Regions from separate parts of the Mus musculus genome. Here region 2 is linked to region 1. Evidence: chromatin contacts called from public promoter capture Hi-C data. All regions are on one chromosome and are shown on one strand. The core of a region is the stretch at or near the end of the contact, and the rest is flanking DNA. Distances in the headings are between cores, read along the strand shown. Region 1 holds the start of Erc2 (ELKS/RAB6-interacting/CAST family member 2). Region 2 holds the start of Cacna2d3 (calcium channel, voltage-dependent, alpha2/delta subunit 3).

Region 1 (2,628 bases), core at 66-2,565:
GGCTTCCCGCTTCTCTGCTTCTCACAGCTGGAGTCCTACCTGGTGGAAACCAATGGTTAAGTAAAACCACTGATTTAAAGAGCCAACCAGGAAACTAACCAAGACAAGTGGGAGCAGCCCTCCTCTCCCGAGCATTGATTGGCTCTTGGGGTTCCACCGGTCCCATTCTATACACATAAGTGGCAGGTGCGGCTGTCAGTCACGAAGAGAACTGACAATTCACCGCTCTGGGAGTAAATTGTCTTTCATCCAGCAAAGGCAGGTAGCCGCCTAAAATCGATCTTCTCCTAAGGGAGCGGACCCTCCCTCTGGCAAGGAGGAGAAAGACCCCTAACTACAAAATAAATTATGTAGGGCTAAACAGGGGAGAGTTTGTGGGTACTATTTGATTTTCACACACCGAAAGAGCCCTTATTCTTCACTGTCCTAAAAATGATCTTTCAAAGGCTCATACAGGAATAATAATAATAATAATTTTTAAAGGTACCTCCTTGTAAGTACCCCTTGTGTAATTAGGAGGTGGGGAGAGAATCGGTAGGAATGCTGTTTAATTTCACATCGTATCCTTTTTCATACACCACCTCCTACCCCTCCCCAGTAAATCATCTTCATTTTCCCAGGCATGAATTTTTCTTTTTATAACCTGCATCCCTTCCCCGCCCCCCTTTCCCCTGGAGCCCACCCAGACAGCCAGGCTCACAACCCCTGAGGCTGGGGGGTCCTGTCTTCTCCACTTTATTCAGCTTCCGATTCTGAGAGACCCCCACCCTCGTGAACATCCCACCCCTCCCGGCAAGGTAGTCAGCAAAGGGGGCGGGGGGTCGTCTGCAGAAAAGAAAGGAGAGGACAGTGAGGGTGGCTACGGGAGAGAGACTGCGGGAGGTGGCCCGGGGCGGGCGCCTGAGGAACTGTGCACTTGTTCCAATCCGGGGGTTTAGAGAGAGAGGCAAATCCGCCCTTAGGCCGCCCCATCCCTTCCCCCGCCTGAAATAGCCCCGAGGAAGGCGGCTGCGTCTCCCCTCAGCTCCCCCGATAACGCATTGCAGCTGCCCACGAGCGCCGGGGACCCGCACGAGGGAGCCGGGGCCCCCAGCGTCGGCGTCTCACCTTAGCGATGCTCGCCCCGGCGCGGTCCCACATGGATTTTTACAACCTCGCGTGGCTGCGGCGTCGGGCGGCCGGGAGGAGCTGGAGCGATCAGGAGCGCGAGACGGTGGAGCGCGGGCAGCGCGGGGAGGTGGTGGGGAGGTGGAGGGGAGCGCGGCCAGCGCCGAGCGCCGGGGCCGGGCCGGGCGGGGCCGAGGGGGCGGCGCCCGCCGCAGTCCCGACACGCGCGCTCACGGCCGCTCGCCCAGGCCCTGACTCACATTCCCAGCATTCCCGAGGAGCCTGGAGGGGCCGCGGCTGGGACCTGGGCACCTCCGCGGGGGGCAGCAGAGAGTCGAGTGCGCGCCCGCTCCGCAGCGCCTCCTGGCATCCTCCTGCCCGAAGCACCTGACCTCCCAATCCTCCCCCAGAAGCCCCTCCAAAAGCTGCCAGACACTTCTGGGGAACAAAAACAGCCCTTGCCTTTTAAGTTAACCTAGAGAACTGGGGTGAGGGTTCCTATGCCCTAGGACCATCCATTCCTTTGCAGGTCCATAGAAGGATGACTCCACAACACATCTACTTTATTGCCACCTCCTTGTCCCCCAAGGAAAAGCGAGATAGAAAAGTGAAAAGGAGAGCAATTCAGGCTCCTGTTCATCAGATGCATTAGGTGTCTCGTCTGGTTCCCTTTTAAATTAGAAAGATGGGCCCTGAGTTCACGCAAGCACACACCGCTCCAGGTAAAGTGCATGAGAAAGTGTGCAAGGTTTTCACGGGCAAAAGCTTCCGCTCAACAAGAAGTCTTGAACCCCTGCTGCTGCCACTTGGCACCAGGGAGGGAAATGGAAACGACAGAGGTAAGTAGTCAATTCCAGAACAGCAGCGATTTCCTTTATGCCCTGATGAGTGTGCTTCCAGCAACTTCAGTGGCCACATAAGAGTGGCTCCTGCTGGGAAGCTCACACATAAAGCGATCCTGATCCAGCAGTGGGGTGAGCAGAGGGAAGAACAGTGACTGGGGACAATCCTTCCTCCCACCCTGAAAAGGAGGACCTCATATGCTAACTGCTCAGAGAACAGGAGGATGCCTTCCTTTGGCAGCCTAAGTGTTTTTGCCTTTAATAGCCATACCATTTAAGGTTTTCCATGGCCTCCGGGTGCTCATACTCTTCTTTCCATCCCCAACAAATAGTGCCCATTCCCCTAACCCTGGTACTTGAAGGACAAAACCAAACTATATCTATTGTGTTCTGTCCCACATGGATCCTTGGCAACCTGGTGTGTTACATGTGAGAACCCTTTTGAGATTCTTGACATACCTCATGCTGAGTAGTTTCTGAAATGTGACTGTGCTAATTTGCTTCTCTGTTGCTGTGATAAAAACAATGACCAGAACCAATTTGGGAAAGGGTCGGCTTACATTTCCACTGCACAGCCCATCCTCAAGCAAAGCCAGGGCAGGAGTGCAAGGCAGGAACCTGGAGGCAGGAGCTGAAGCTGAGGCCATGGAGGAGCACTGCTTACTGGCTTACTCTCCTG
Region 2 (2,628 bases), core at 42-2,541, 2.1 Mb before region 1:
GGGGCGCGTTCGGAGACTAGGCGAGGTCAGGAGCGCACGGCTGCCCCAGGTCGCCCGAGTTTGCTCCGCCAGGCGAGGATGACTCAGCCTCACTCGGGTCTTTACCGTCAGCCCGCGCGAGGGCTCCACAAAGTTCCTAGTCACACCCTAGAGCTTGAACGAGGATGGGGGACAAGGTTTTTCTAAGGGTGGGGCCGCGGCAAAAGAGACATCCTGGGGCTTTCCCTGTGGGTATTCAGAAGCCTCGCCCGCGCTCAGCTGCCTCTTCCCGGGCGGGGGCTGGTGTGCGGAACCTCCGTGCTCGGAGCAATCTGAACCCCCCTCCTCCCCCCGCAGAATTAAGGGTGTCTGCCGGTCAGGTTGGACTTTCCGCTGCGTTTGCTTCCTTTCCCGCCCGGGCATCCTGGTCCCTGGGTGCACCGTGTAGCAGTGCGGACCCCGGACCCCGAGCTTCAGTAGGCTTGAAAGCACCCCGGCCCGTGGTCCGGAACGCCAGCGGTAGCTGTGCGGCCGCCGGGTGCCCGCGCCGCGACTGCAGCGCCACCCTCCGCGCTTTCCTCCAGTCGCCGCGGCGGTGGAGCAGCGATGGGCGGCCACGCCGCGGTGCACTCCCTAGAACCCGACCCCCTTGTCCCATCCCCAGCCCGTTCTGCCGCTATACGAGCCGGTCCACTGCCGCTGCCGCCGCCCGCTGGCTTCTTCCAGACTTCTGCCTCTTCCCAAGGAACCGTGAGGGGAATCGGGAGGGGGTCGCACCACCTCTAGGCTCCGCAGCCCCCCACCACAACGCCCCTGACCAGTCCCCGGGGCTCCTGACCAGATCAACTACTGGCAAAGTGTGGAGCATCGGGGTCCTCGGCCTCGCTCCCGAGCCGCCCACCCCCATTCCGCTCCGGTCGCCAGGGCCTGGGGACCGCCCGGGGCCACCCGAGAGTCGCGCCCGTGGCGGCGGACTGCGGAGTTGTAAAGAACTCAGCGGCCGCAGTGGGCCGGACCGGGCGAGGCACGAGCCGTGGCGGCCAAGGACACTTGAGTTTGCGAGTCTCCGCCCGCGAGGCGCCTCCCGCCCTCCCGCCGCGGCTCGCCGGACTCCCCGGGGCCGCCGAGGCGGGGCTGGGCAGCTGCCGCGGCAAGAGGCGCGTCTCGCTCCCTCCTCCCGCGCCTGCCTACTCCCCAGTGCTCCCTCCCGCCTCCTCTCCGCCCTCCCCTCCCCTCCCCCCGTACCCCGCTGCTTCCCCCCCCCCCCTGCTCCCCAAGTGAGCCGGGCGCGCGAGAGGCAGGAGGGGCGGCGCGCGGCGGAGCAGGCAGCCCAGCGCGCTCGCCCACCGCCCGCCCGGCGCAGCTCTCCGCGGCCGCTCCAGTCGCCGCCGCCGCCGCCGCCGCCAGGATGGCCGGGCCGGGCTCGCTGTGCTGCGCGTCCCGGGGGGCCTCGGCGCTCCTAGCCACCGCGCTTCTCTACGCCGCTCTGGGGGACGTGGTGCGCTCCGAGCAGCAGATCCCGCTCTCCGTGTAAGTGCCTGGTGTTGGGACTCCCCGGGAGGGGCGGCTAGCGCCCGAGAGAGACCCGGGGCGCCCAAGTTTGGGCGCCTGCAGGTGCGGCTGGGCAGGACCCACGGCGGGTGCGGGCCTCGCCTCTTGCACCTGCCTCTCAGCATCAGCACCCAGTGGCGGGAGACTAGGGTGGAACCTTCTCGCCCTTTCCCTGGGGCTGGGGAGTAAGACCTGGAGAGGTTCACCTCAAGTGACAGCGCCAAGTTTAGAGCCTGTTTACAGACTGCAACTTCCACGGGCTGTTTAATGGTCCCCTTTTCTGCTACCTTGCCATCCTACTTTTCCGGGAAGTGGGGTGGGGGTGGGGATGGGTGGATTTCTTCAGAGTAGTATTTGCCAGGTGATGCTCATTTTAGGTGTTTAAGTAACCAGGCAATTGTTTCTATGAAAGCCCGTGGTCTTCTTAGAGAGCCAGGCTTTACACCTTCTGAACTCCGGTGACCCCGGACCCCATCCCGCGCTGCGCTCTACATCTTGGTGCGGGTAGTTTGTAAGAGAGAGTTTTTTTTTTTTTTTTTTTTTTTAATCTTTCTTTCCTTTTTCCTTTAATGTTCTATCGCCCTGCTCTTTCAGCCACAGCCCGGTGTGTGCGCGTGTGTGACGGTGACACTGGTATTACATTTCTTCCCTCTGCTCTTTTCTCCCCATAGAGTGAAGCTGTGGGCCTCCGCTTTTGGTGGGGAGATAAAATCCATCGCTGCCAAGTACTCGGGCTCCCAGCTTCTGCAAAAGGTAAGGTTTCTGTGGTGACAGACAGCGATGATTTTTCTAGCACAGAAAATGGAGGCAGATTTAGTTTTTCCAAACAAACGTGAGCCCAGAGCTGCATCAGTTATCAGAGTAGTCTCTGATCTCCCGTTCTTGGCATTGTACTGTGCAGTGACTTCTCCCTACCAACCGGTTATTTTTAGATGACACTTGATTCCAAACACAAAGAAAAGCAGGATACTCACTCGCACTGTCCTGGCTGGGGCTCGGAAACAGTGTGTTTGCATGGCTCTTCTCGCAGTTGTTGGTATTGCTGTCTCAGTGCGAGAGCAGATGCTTCCCTGGCCAAAAGATGCTAACTTCTTCCAA

What was found. Promoter capture Hi-C pulls out the DNA fragments that hold promoters and counts their contacts.
Region 2: a promoter capture Hi-C map of hippocampal neurons shows a contact between it and region 1, with 9 times the contacts expected there. The contact joins the promoter of Cacna2d3 here to the promoter of Erc2 in region 1. A contact is called at or near these places in 4 of 39 promoter capture datasets (cranial neural crest, frontonasal cranial neural crest, hippocampal neurons and 1 more) and 2 of 115 datasets of contacts at active chromatin or transcription factors (astrocytes and embryonic forebrain).

The regions. Positions count from the first base shown.
Region 1 is chr14:27,621,094-27,623,721 of GRCm38.p6, reverse strand. It overlaps Erc2 (ELKS/RAB6-interacting/CAST family member 2), which reads right to left and starts at 1,315. Exons shown (of 20, transcript NM_001347497.1): 1 at 1,108-1,315.
Region 2 is chr14:29,720,527-29,723,154 of GRCm38.p6, reverse strand. Cacna2d3 (calcium channel, voltage-dependent, alpha2/delta subunit 3) reads left to right here and starts at 1,291. Exons shown (of 38, transcript NM_009785.1): 1 at 1,291-1,509; 2 at 2,202-2,283. The coding sequence starts at 1,388.